Regions from separate parts of the Mus musculus genome. Here region 1 is linked to region 2. The links are chromatin contacts, called in public promoter capture Hi-C maps. All regions are on one chromosome and are shown on one strand. The core of a region is the stretch at or near the end of the contact, and the rest is flanking DNA. Distances in the headings are between cores, read along the strand shown.

Region 1 (7,042 bases), core at 1,044-3,543, 2.6 Mb before region 2:
ATTTATACAGTATCTAAAATATGTTAAAGTTCAACAACCTCATAACTTCCTAAAACTTACCTTTAACAGGATGTTTAACTTGTATTTTCTTTAAGATAATTTGCTCAATATTTTTTAAAAGTTTGAGAATTGATTGCAATGGAAGGGTTAGATAAAGCTCAGAACTTGATCCACCAATTACAAAAAGCAACCCGTTAAAAACACAGAATTAGCCTCTAACAAGTAAAAATATCTCCACCTATTCCAGTGCAAGGAATTCATACTATGGGAGAGGAACAAGAGAATTTACATGCAGGTTGTTTGATAGACTCTAACCACAATATTTAACATTTTGTGCGTATTTTAAGATGGTAATCACACACCCACACACGAAAAATTCTTAAGTCAAATATTCATTTTTTCAAGATTTGGAAAGCAGCAGAAAATTCTTCTCCTCTTCTCTCCCCCCACCCCCGCCCCCATCCCCACACTCCCTCCACAAAGAAAGTTTTAAAATACAATGTTAAACAAGACTGGAAATCTTTCTAATAAAATGTGTTTGAAACACCTGAATTAATTAACCCAAGAGAAAAGAAACTGAGGCCTCACACCTTCTGGTGTGGGAATGGGGAAGTCGGGGTGGTACTCGCTATCTTCCAGGATCACCCCAAAGTCTATTCCAAAGCAGAAGTTACAAACTCAAGATTTTCCTTGGAGAGAGTGGCTCAGACACAACGGATACCTACGCAGAGGGAAAAAGGGCAGACTGCAGATGGAGTGTTTTACTTTTTAATATTAATCTTGGTATTTTTTTAAAAGGGGGCTGGTGGTCCGATGATCAATCTGGAAGAAAAGTGATCATGCAAAAAGAAGTCTGAAGACAGAACAAGAAAACTAAGAAAAAAGGCGCGGCGATCTAGCGGGCAGTGGAAGGATGGGAGGGCGGGAATAAAGAGAACACTGATGGAGAATGACAAGGCCACTCGGCTGGACGCTCAGTGCACTCCAGCCTTGCCCGCAGCCGCTGAGGGCCTTCGTCCAGGGTTCTCCTTGCACAGAGGAAAGGAATTGAGCATCTAGGAAGCAGAAAGCCGGGCCTGGGGCAACGCCGCTCGCGCCCCGGGAAGGAGCTCCAGGCTCGGTCCCCGCGGCGGCTCCTCTCCCAAGCCGCAAAGAGCCCAGTCTGCGGAACCGCGGGCAAGTTTCTCGTGCAAGTCTAGCATCTTCTTTCAGACTGTCCCAGCTCGCCTGCGAGTAGGTGCATGGTGGACTTGAATTTCTCCGCGCCCCTAGACTTCTGCCCCACCTCATCCTCCATCCCCCTTTTCGGGAGACGTAAACGACCTCTCTCCTCCTCCGAGCTATTAAAGACCGTTCCAGTCACGCTTGGGCAAGGAAGGTAGAAATTCGTGAGGCGGTATCTGTGCCGGGCGCGGCTCCTGGAGCCGATGAAGGAGAAAACCAGGACCAGGGAATTACAAAGGCCCCACACCCTCAACATCTCCCGCCATTTCCCTCACGAGTTCCCCGGATGTAACCCCTTCCCCCGCGGCGGTTAAGAGACCAAGGCGGCGGTAGCTCCCGTAGGTGCAGAAAGAAGGAACTCAATTCAGGTTCCAGCTTCCACAACCCAGTTTCAGGAGACTCTAAAATGCGCTTCACCTTCTAGGCCATCGGTGGAGCACATTAATTACCCAGTAGGTTTCCTTCACTCTCCACTCACCATCAGTTCCAGCTTATCGACCTCCGCCTCCATATTGAATAGTTGACATTCCTCAGACCGCTGAGGCGCTTAAGCTGTAAGCCGTGCTAGCACTGAGGCCCTCCATTGGACAGCTGTCACTCAACGTCTTGCGCTCATTGGCTAGTACGTTCCATCGGCGCCCGCCCATTGGCGCCTGGGTAACGCCCCTCGTTATAAAACGCACTTTCCTGTTGGACAAAGACACAAAACGCCGCAGGGGGATTGGCTGCTGAATATATGAATTTTTCCATTGGCTGCCTTATGGTCCCTACTTTCAAGTTCATACTTGGAAAAGAGTTTGCGATTGGTGTACTCGGAAGCAGCAGCAGCCAATGACATAAAAGCTTCCACTGCGGGCCTAGGCGACGTGACACACCTCCTTTTCTCTCCGGCTTCCCCGCCCCTTCTCGCCCGCCTTTCCTTATTCATACAAGAAGCGCCTCAGTTCCGATTGGCCAGGATGTGATGCTCTTTTGGCCAATCGTAGTCCAAGCTGTGCTTTGATCCTTTCAAGACAACGAACCCTGTAGAGACCACGTCTACGATTGGTCGCTCGTCGGCAAAGATTTAATTTTGAAATTTTCTTTATGGTGTGGAAGAGGCTTAGGCCCGAACTTCGTCTAATCCCCAGGCTCTTAGACTAGTAAGTGCAACGACGTTTTTTCTCTTTGTTACCTGGTCCCGTCTTCCGTTACTCGAACTGTTGATGACTGGGTTCTTATGGAGGTGGGGTCTTGAGCTGGACAGGGAAGGGAGATGGAGCAGAAAAGGAAAGGTTTCGGGCAGGAGAAGAGCTCCGCTGGCAACATCTGAGACACATTTTTTATTTAACACTGCAATATATAGTTTGAAGTGATTGCCTTTTTGCTCAGTCTTTGTCGTAACTTTTTGCTTCTCAAAGGGGGCCCACCGACTGGCGGTAATTGGCTTCTCTGGGCGCTAGCGAAAAATGCAAATTATAGGAATCTACCCAAATTTCCTATCACAATGTTTATTTAACCAGATGCTCTCCCCAGCCATTCTTCAGCGCATTTACGTTTATGGAGAAGTATTTTATGTCAGGTAATTTTACAGTGTTCCATGATGCAAAATGACTTCTGACATCTACTTTAAAAGTATACCCCTTTTACTGTGTGTCTAGTAGTGTGCTGGGTAAGACTAAGGACCTGTGGTCACTCTGAGAAAGACACAGGGAAGAACCGGGTGGGGTTGGGGATAGCAATGCTTCACGACTTAAAACAAAATTGACTATAGGACAATGGCAGAGATCATGCTTCAGCATTCAAGGCAAACCAACTAAACTGATGATGGAAATTAAATTGACTAGAGGGGGATGTAAAACATGTGTTTTAGAATAGTGATGATGAAGTAAATCTGTCACTTATGCTGCTGCTACAGTTTTAGAAGTGCCCCTGGCCAAAGACCTTTCCATATAACTGATGGAGTTCTTAAAGAACCAGCAGTGTCAACTCATGAAGAAGACTAATTATATTGTTCTGAGACAGGAGCTTGTGTATCAACAACTAACCCAGACTTTTTTAAATTTTATTTTTTCAGATAAGGATGTATATTTAAATATAAAACAGAAATATTTTAAGTACTATTAAGTGTTTCAAAATACCTGTCTTTTTTGTTTGTTTGGTTGGTTGGTTGGCTGGTTGGTTTTGGTTTTTCGAGACAGGGTTTCTCTGTATAGCCCCAATTGTCCTGGAACTCCCTCTGTAGACCAGGCTGCCCATGAACTCAGAAATCCGCCTCCCTCTGCCTCCCAAGTGCTGGGATTAAAGGCGTGTACCATCACTGCCTGGCTTCAAAGTACCTGTCTTAAAACAAACCTTTCATTTTGGGTAATTGTATAAAGCCTGTTAAAGTTACTATAGCCCCATAGTCTATTAGAAAAAGTCATGGTCTCTGGAGACTTATAGGTCTTCATTATACTTCATTGTATTATATTAGGCAGATAGCTAGTCTAAGCCTCAGCTTAATTTTGTATAACACTAGGACTAAAATCTTCCTTGTCAGGGATTGAAACCTTTGAGGACATTGAACATTAGCTGAGGAAAAGTAGGTTGTACCCCACTTGAGGGGGCATTTAACAAATGGTCCCTCCCACTATGACATCTGCCTATCATAGTAGGTGCTCATTATATGTTGCTGAATCACAAACCTATCTTTTAATATAATATAATCCACTACAGCCATTTTCTCTATTGTAAGAAAAGCAAAGGGCTAAGTACTGTAGTCACTCAGTAATAGACCACTTGCCTGGGTTTGGTCTCCAGCCGGGAAGAGGGACTTGCAGGGAATAAAGAGAAATTAATTTGACTTCATGAATAAAACCACAAAAGCAAGGTGAGGGGCTAATGTAAAGCCAAAGGGAAAGATTCTGCAGAGACATTGTAATCTGAGTTTACAACTTCTTCCATTTGAAGTGGTTTCTAGAATCCTGGTTACTTTCTCTCTGGCTTTTGGTTTTATCTTGTTTTATGAGACAGGGTCTCGTGTACCTAGGCTGGGCTTGAATAAGTCTATCCATAAGTCTTGATCTACCTGTCTCCACCTTCCGAGTAGTGAGTACGGGTGTACCTCGGATTTTAGATGTCTTAGATACAGGATCACTTATGTATCTTAAGATGTTCTTCAATCCACAGCAGTCCTTCTGCTTCAAATCCCAGTCCCCAATGCTGGGACTGCAGGTCTCTACTACCATGCCCAGAACTACAATTTAAATCTTAATCAAGGTTGGAGAAAAAGGAAAATCCTTGAAATAAGCATAAAACAACCAAGATATATAACATATTCAGGGATGTATAAAATTTCTATATCATAAATCATTGAACTATATACTGAAATTTTAAACATTTTCTATATTATACATTATTATCTAAGAGAACATTCATTTCAGGAACTAAGGAAATGGCTCTGTAGTTAGGAGCACTGGCTGCGCTTCTAGTGGACTTGAGTTCAATTCCCAGCACCCACATGGCAGCTCGCAATCATCTGTAGCTCCAGTTTCAGTGGATACGAAGCCCTCTTCTGGCCTGCTCAGGCCTGCAAATGGTGTGAAGACAGACACACAAGCAGGCAAGGCACCCATCTACATAAAATACAGTTTTTTTCAACTTCAAATTTTTCTCTACAGAAATCATGCCCAAGTACAAACAGCGAAGAAGAAAGCTAAAAGCCAAAGCCAAACGAATGTCTAAGAAGAAAGAAGCCGCTGTGGTCTCTCCTAAGTTATTGACACCTTCCCCTCCCCTCCCCGAACCGGAAAGGTAAAGTGTGATGGGGAAGACAGGAATGAGTCGATCTCACCCCTGTCAGCCAGGGATAATATACAACATGCAGTCCAATTTGAATTTTGTCCTCCACATAAATCTTTTTTTTGGCTGGGGGTGCGGGGGGGGGGGGGGCTCACTCTGTAGACCAGGATGGCCTCGAACTCAGAAATTCGCCTGCCTCTGCCTCCCGGGTGCTGGGATTAAAGGCGTGTGCCACCATGCCCGGCTAGGTTGACATTCTGTAGGTTAACAGGATGATCAAGAATTCAAGGTTATCCTCAATTTAGACAGCTAATTCAAAGCCTACATGAACTATGTGAAGCTGAATCAAAAATAAGTAAGTTAGATTTTTAACCAGACATCCTGAATTTCACATAGCACAAGAGTTCAAACGAGGACTGTAGAGATGGCTCAGTGGTTCACAGACTGCTCTTGCCTAAAATACTTTGAATTCCCAGCACCCATATGGGGCAGCTTATAATTGCCTATAACAACACTCTAGAGGATCTGATACCTTCTCCTGGGCTCCTCAAGTGTCTGCAGACATACACACACACACACACACACACACAAACTTTTCTTTAAAAATGCGTTCCAATGAAGTAAAAATCAGAAAGAGTTCTATTCAAACCCAAAGTACCTATTTCCCCTTTTGAGTTGAATTTTGCTGACTAATTATAGCAACTATCTGATGAGAGAGGGGCACAGAGCTTGATAAAGCCTTCGTTCTGGTCAGGTTGACCATCTATTCTGAAACTCGGAAGTTGAATGTATCATAGGAAGGAAGGCTGAGCCCCAGAAATTGTAGGGTGCTGGTGTTCCTACTAACATGCTTTGTGCACCCAGTGTTGTCCCTCCCTCTCCACTCTCTTTAGTTCTTGAGGATAGCTTCTTATTTGTTGATTCCCTTTGACTCTTTCTATCTTCTATCTCCAGTCCTGGCCACCCTGGAACTGTCTGTAACCCAAACTGGCCTTGAGCTTTTAGAAATCATCCTGCTTTAAACCCTCCCCTGTTTCTCCTCTGGGTGTTTGGTATGTACCACCTTATTCAGCTTACTTTATTTTTGGTATGCCAGGGATTAAACTCAGGGTTATCACACATGAAGGACAAGAAATTAAAAGTAAAATCGGGCTTTGTAGCCCACATCTATGATCTTATATCATGTTTAACAAAATCATCATAGGATACATGAGACCCTGTCTCAAAAAGTAAAACTAGAGCCGGGCTATGGTGGCGTCCGCCTTTAATCCCAGCACTCCGGAAACAGAAGTAGGTGGATCTCTGTGAGTTCAAGGCCAGCCTGGTCTGCAAGGTGAGATTTGGGATAGCCAGGGCTCAAGTTAGCTAGCTCACAACCTCATACAACTCTGGCTGCAGAAGATCTTCCCTCGCCTCTGCAGGCACTCACACACAGCACACACTCATAGACGCAGCACACAGACACATATTTTTTTTTTAATCCAAATAGTAAATAAATAAATAGGCTATGTTTCGCACACACATGTGATCCCAGCACTCAGGAAACACAGGGGAGAGGACTGCTGTAAGTTCAAGGCAACCCTGGTCCACACAGTCAGTTCCAGGACAGTCAGAACAACACAGTGAGACCCTATCTCAATAAAAAAGCAAAACAAGGAAGTCAATCAGCCAGTCAGAGCCTGAGTGGTCCTGAGTCACACTATAAACAAGCTATTTGTGATAAGAGATACAGCTCACTGCAAGAATATATGCTTAGCACACACCCTTAGCCTCACTCCCCAGACCCAAAACTAATTAATTTAAAATAAATAAAGCCTATTAATTACTTAATTAGAAGCTGTCACTCTGACCTGGGGTTGGGGGATAGTGTATTTTGGCTTTTTGGGGAGACAGAGTTTCACTCTGTAGCCTTCTTCGGCCTAGAACACACAGAGATCCACCTGATTTTATAGTGTGACTTGGAAGCAGGGATATCCTTTTTTTTTTGAGACAGGGTCTTACTATATTGTTCTGACTGGCCTGGAAGTCACTATGTAGAACAAGCTTGCCTTGAACT
Region 2 (6,512 bases), core at 2,853-5,352:
CTATACTGGCAAAGCCAAGCTTGTGGATGTCAGATACTTGTAAATACAGTTAGACTAGTCTTTTACAGCTTCAATTCATTTTCCATAGATAATCCTGCTTTCTAATTTGGTGGGTTGAAAGATAACCCGAAAATGAATATAAAATATAACTAGAAATGAGATCCTTTAATCCTTTTCACAGAACTGATATGAAATTGTTATTTTTATAGTATTTGCTACGTTTGAAGTTCCCCAGAAGGGAAACGATTTTGCCTGGCATAAGATACATATTAAGTTTCTGCAGAAGAGGAACAAAAATGACCAATAGAGAAATCAAGTTGCAATAGAGAGGGCCTGAGAATAGTTAGCTCCCACCCAAACTGTCATTAGAAATGGAAGACATGTGAGTGTTTTCTTCTGTGAAAATAATGTGTGAGTGTTAGAGTTTTAATATCAGGGTCCCAAGGGTTCTTTATCATAGCGGCTAGATTTCAGCCTGGATTATTCCTTATTTTATTTTATTTTTTAAAAAAATCAAGCATTTTGCATTAAATTGTGTGCAATTTCTAGCGCTGTTTGCATTTTTGTTAAGACACAGCCAAGTTTATCTTTCCCGTAGAGATGGCTTTAGAGTAAGCTATATTTCATTGCCCTCCTATGATGGCTTATCTAACTAACGACAACCAGGGAGGGATCTGGCAGTGTTCTTTCAGAAACAAAAATTTATGAAATATAAGGGAGACTTTGGAAACTCCTAGCCTAACCGTGGCAAACAGCGCATTTTCTTAATATGCAATAATGGTCTCTGTGGTTTTTTTCTTTTAGCATTTATATACATTAAATCAGAACCCACACTCATTACAGCCACCAACCCTGGAACCCTCCCACTTAAAGGCATTCATTTAGCTGAACCTATGCTCATCTCGGGAAGTGGCATTTTCCTATCAAGGGTGCTGAATTATTTAGCAGCTTTATTGTGCTATTGGAGTATTTGATAAGAACCGCTTTAAGAATTGGGCAGGCGGTGTAGATTCAATTCTAACTCCGAGGTGGTGGCTCGGTCTTTTCCCTCTGCGGGTCATTGTGAAACCCAGCGAATACCGGGACAGGTAAACAGATAGCAGGGGTTGGGTCGCATTCACCTCTGCTTCGCACCTCTGGCCCAGCAAACCTTTCCCACACGAACCTTTCCCACGCGGAGCCCCTGGGAGAGAGAGAGAGAGAGAATGACAGGAAGTGTCTTTTGGTCCTCTGTCGACCCCTGCTATCTGGGAGGGCAGTCTCCCCATAGCAGAATTTGGCAAGCACTTTTCTGTCCCCAAGCTATCTTAAAACCTCTACCTCTGTGCCTCTAAAGCACTTGCAGTCAGGATTCCAGCCTCAGAGAGCTGCCATCTAAGCTGAGAATCTCAAAGCTCACAGACTCAACTTATCCCCTTAGCAGCTTGTTTTGATGTATGGCCATTGCAAGAAGGCAGGCAAATTAGTGCAGACCCAGGACAGGTCCTGTCAACAACGGGGATGGGCCTGAGGTTGATGCTGTTTAGGAAGACAGACAGGTCAGAACCTGGTTTCTCTAAACTAGCTGTTTCTGGCCATCGGAGGGAGGTGTCCAATTTAGTCACCTCTGCCCACCCATGGCTATTCCTGCCACTTCGCAGTTCAGGGAGCAGATAAGAGGGAGGTGAACCCCAAACCCCTGTCTTTTCTCCGCAGGGCAGATTGCTCACTTTTAAGCCCCTTTCTGCACAGCCCATCTGTTCACCATCCTACACTTAAGAGGTTGAAACTTCTTCCGGAAGCTCCACTGCCCTTTACTGGCCCTCCAAGTCCAGTAGCACTCCCCGCTGGAGTCCTTTACCTGCCATTCAAGAAAGAAGGAGCTCCTGAGCTTTGAGTGGTCTCTCCCTCGCTCATGTCTTCACTTCCCTTAATTGCATCTTAAGCTCTACCATTCTTCCTCTGTCCTCCCTTCCAGGAAGAAGATTCCTGGGGTAGGAAAGCAATTGGGAGGGTGGTGGTTGGGGTATATGTGACTACTTCCTAAAAAAAAAAAATGGGTTCCCAAGTCAGGAGCAGACAGGAGAGGGAGCATTGGTAAGCAGGCTCGGGGCACCTGTACCTTACACTGTTTGCTCAGATCTGCCTCACACAGGCCAACAGTGTCCTGTATGCACAACAGCTTCAAGGTGGGCTCTGCCCTGCTTCCTTTTCTCTTTCCACCCTGTTCTCCTCACCTTAAAGGGCAGGTTTCTAAGCACCTGAAATAATGAGGGAGGAGGATCTAGGAGAATAGAATTTACTAAGTGTGGGGTAGGAGAACATTTTTGTTCTCTGTGCCCAAGGCTACTGCACCTCATAGAGAACATGTTTTGCTATGGAGGCTCTAACACAGACTCGACTGCAAGCGCAGCGGAGAGGACCTTAAAGAACAAGCTCTCTAAACTACTCTCAGCCATACAGCAATTTTCTTCGCCTGAGTCTTCGCCTAGTCTGACATTCTTTGGCTCTCCACGTCTGAAAGGCTTTACCCTAAAACAGTTGCTTTTTTTTTTTCTATTGTCTAGGCTTGGTCATCTTCACTCAAGGACCAGTTAGGACAGGAACATGAGACATGCCACAAGAAAGTAGAAATCTCTTAAATTTCTTAAATTCGGAAATCTACCTGAATCTGAGGGTGTCTGAATTGTCTTCCAGTGGATTCTACTGGGGAGCTACCAGTTGCCTACGTTGCTGGCTTTGGGATCCAGCTGGCCTGGAGTATACTTAAAAAATGGCACTGGCCTGGGGACTTAGAACTGGAAGAGCTCCTGCTTAGTGTACAGAACACTCTGGGTTCAGCCCCTAGCTCTAAATAAACAGGGTGTAGTGGCAGGCACATGTCTCTAATCCCAGTGGAGACAGGAGGGTCAAGAAATTCAGGGTCATCTTCAATTACATGATGTGTAGGAGGCAAGAGACTGTCTTAACATACAAACAGGCATGGACACAGTGTCTATTATTCAAGTCGTTTTTTCTTTTTTTTTTTTTTCTGGATTCTTCTGAGGCAGCTTTCCTGTTATAGTAGATTCTAGGTCTCCATGGAGGAAGACCTCCAACAGATCAGTATAGACAGACCACTTTACACTCAAATTTGTCATTCCTCGGTGCAGTTCATGTTTCCTGCCCTTCTAGACTGGTCACTGTGTGGAGAGAGAGTCTAACTTACACATCCTATATTTCATCTAGCAGTGCTTGCCACAGTAGTGGGCGTCAAGGGATGCTCCATGAAAAGAAAAACGAATGCAAAGTGATGGCATAGCTTCATGGGCCTGGGTGCAATTACATTTATCACATTAAGGTCTTTGTGTATTTTGAGTCTGGCCATCTAATACCAGAACTGAGTGAAGGGTTTCTCTTCTCCCATCTTCACTAGTTTCGGGGGTCTGACTGAGTCACTCCATCTTTGAACAGAAAAGCTGTTAATATCAACGCTTCTGTAGTAGAGTAATTCTACCCCCCTGCCCCTCCCTGTGATTGCCCAGGCAAGAGGGTACAAGAAGCTACAGAAACAATCTTGATTTGTGGTACAACCATCGCGATTCCTAATTATTTCTATCAATAAAGATCGCACCTCGCCGCACACTTAACACACGCAGGCCTCTCAGATCCTGGCCCGAAGCTGTGTGCCTGGCCGCAGGCTCCTCTACCCTGAGAAAAGCCCCGTTTTGAGTCCCGGGTCTGTGCTTGCTCGAGTGTGTACCTGAGGTTTGAGAGGCTTATCCTTCACTCCCTTTCACAAACCAGCCAGCCACCAGCAGCCACAGCTACTTTACGCTTAATTCCTAAACCAAGCTCGCACAAAGCTCGAGGCGTTATTTCGTGCTTAGGGGACCCTGGCAGCTCAGAGCACAATCAACCTTTCTCGCTCCAAGCGGTCACGTGCTCCGGCGCGCTCCCGCGCCGCGCGTCCGAGGGGCCTCCGGCGCACGCGCGTTCGGGCGGCTCGCAACCCTGCCACGGTTTCGGGCGCCTGCGTCTCAGCTTAGCAGCCCAGTGGTGACGCGACGCCCCGCCCCTCCGGCGCGCGCGCGCCTCCCGGAAGTTGCCTACTGGGATTCTAAACGCCGCCTCCGCGAGGTCTCCGCCTTGAGTTGCCAAGTAGAGTCTGGGCCGTAGCGCCACTGCTGCGAGTGTCGGGCCGGGGGGCTCGGGCTGCAGTGCAGGTTCACGAGCGCAGCGCCGGCAGTGACCTGGTGACCATGGCGGCGCCGCAGCCCTTGGCTCTGCAGCTGGAACAGTTGCTGAATCCGAGACCGCGTGAGGCGGATCCTGAGGCCGACCCGGAGGAGGGTGAGGCCTGACTGGGGCTAACCACGTGCAGAGCAGTGGCTCCGACTTCAAGGGCCGCTGGTGCTTGGACCTGCTCGCCTTCCCTTTTCGCTGGGGGAAAATTGTCTCTTGGGAGGGTGGCGTGAGCAGTAATCCAGCATTCTAGACTCTGGGGGTGGGCGGGACATCAGGACCCTGGCGGGGAGTTGCAGGCAGCCGGCTGGCAGCAGTTTAGGATGCCACTTTTCTTGGTATTACCTTCGAAAGGAGAAAGAAGCCTGATGAGTTTCAGGTTTTTGTGTGTTTGAAACTGACTGCTTCTAAAATCTTCATGAGAATGAAAATGATTACCCGATGCTGTTTAGCCATGTTTATTTAGGCCTTAAGCCATTTGTCCACATTCTGATGACAGACTGATTCTTCATAAACCTGTTCTGAGACCGGCTGGGAGTAATTGTGCTTTAGACTTGGGTCAGGGAGGTGTGAGAAAGACAACTGGAGGGGTGTCATGAGTGTCTATAGCACCCAATGACTGTCACATATTGAGGAAGAATTAAGGACCCTGGGCATGTAGCCGATAACACTTGATGCACTGGATTTAATTTTCAGAACCTCTGAAAAAGAAAAACAATAAAAAACACCATGGAAAAGCAAGGAAGAATCAGATTTATACGTTCCTAGATTTATAAGTTCCAAGGCATAAAAACATGTCTCCTAGTAGTTGCAGGGAGTTAGCTCTCTGTTTAGAAATAGATAGCAATATGACAGCAGTCTCCTTAGAAACCAGAAGTCAACTCCCTATTCCTGTAAGTTAGTTATGTTATGTTATAGAGGACACAATGAATCAAGGGCTGGGGTGGAGCCCAGTACTAAGAGTACTCACCTAGTACAGGAAGGTGGGGTGTGGGGTTGAAATGGCTTAAGTGGGTTCCTGTTAAAGTATTTTTCTAACCTAAGATTCTATTTTTCTCCCTCCCCAACAGCCACTAGAGCCAGAGTGATTGACAGGTTTGATGAAGGGGAAGAGGAGAAAGATGATCTGGCAGTGAGTAGCATTAGAAAGTTGGCACCAGTCTCCCTCTTGGACACCGACAAAAGGTATTCTGGCAAGACCACTTCTAGGAAAGCTTGGAAAGAAGACCATTGGGAGCAGGCTCTGCCAAGTTCATCTGGTGAGTAGACATTTTCACCCCAAACTCTTCTCTTGGCTTAGTTCTGTATGGTTAAACTGTTTTGTTTCTGGATTCTTTCTGGAAGTCTGTGGGTCTCCACTTAATTTAGGAGAGACCATTGAATTGGTACTTGGAAGGGCCTTAGAGGTCAGCATGTTACTTTAAAAAGGATGCTAAAGGGCTGGAGAGATGGCTCCGTGGTTAAGAGCACTGACTGCTCTTCCAGAGGTCCTGAGTTTGATTCCCAGCAACCACATGGTGGCTCATAACCATCTGTAATGGGATCCGATGCCCTATTCCGGTGTGTGTGGAGACAGCTACATAAACATAAAATAAATAAATAATTCTTTAAAAAAAAAAAGGATGCTAAAGCCCAGTTAGGCTTTGTTTCCTGTTAGCGTTTTAGAGATGATAGAAACGTAGTGAGTTCGTGCAGTTGAATAGAGCACAATAACATGTTTGTTCTGTCATATAAGCTCCCACAGATTAACTGGAATGAAAGATGTGGCCTGGTATTTTTCTCTAGGTAACTCCTTTCCCCTTTTTTCCCCTTATAATTTAGATAACGAAGCATCTGATGAGGGAGGATCTGAAGATGGGGATTCAGAGGGCCTGGGCCTGGAGGAGATCTCAGAAGATGTTGACGAAGACTTAGAAGGTGAGGGCGAGGATAGTTCTTTTATCTCAGAATTAGGAGAGACTGAAGCAGGGGAATCAGGAGTTCAAGGCCAGCCTGAGCTACACAGTAAGTTCTGCACTAGCATGTGCTACACCTGAGACCCTGTCTTAAAAAACAAACAGACAAACAGAAACCTAACACTCGAGGTTACCAAGTTCAGGTTAGTGGCTCACCCTGAAATGAGGGGGAAACTGGGCAGAGCATAATGGGTATTGACAGAGCTGTGTGGTTAAAAAAGTTCACATGCCCATGGTGCGTTTTATATTTTGACTCTTTTTGTTTTTCAGGTCTTTTATTGATTTCCTGTGTATTAGTTACTCGTGAAACTGGCCTTTTGTCATTGTAAATGATAACATAATGCTTCCAATCTT

What was found. Promoter capture Hi-C pulls out the DNA fragments that hold promoters and counts their contacts.
Region 1: a promoter capture Hi-C map of pre-B cells shows a contact between it and region 2, with 3 times the contacts expected there. The contact joins the promoter of Prr11 here to the promoter of Aatf in region 2. A contact is called at or near these places in 4 of 39 promoter capture datasets (cranial neural crest, frontonasal cranial neural crest, liver and 1 more).

What each region holds. Positions count from the first base shown.
Region 1 is chr11:87,103,965-87,111,006 of GRCm38.p6, reverse strand. It overlaps Prr11 (proline rich 11), which reads left to right and starts at 2,293. Exons shown (of 10, transcript NM_175563.5): 1 at 2,293-2,366; 2 at 4,866-4,998. The coding sequence starts at 4,871. It overlaps Ska2 (spindle and kinetochore associated complex subunit 2), which reads right to left and starts at 1,746. Exons shown (of 4, transcript NM_025377.3): 1 at 1,703-1,746. The coding sequence starts at 1,735.
Region 2 is chr11:84,511,091-84,517,602 of GRCm38.p6, reverse strand. Aatf (apoptosis antagonizing transcription factor) reads left to right here and starts at 4,102. Exons shown (of 13, transcript NM_019816.1): 1 at 4,102-4,311; 2 at 5,274-5,462; 3 at 6,025-6,120. The coding sequence starts at 4,221.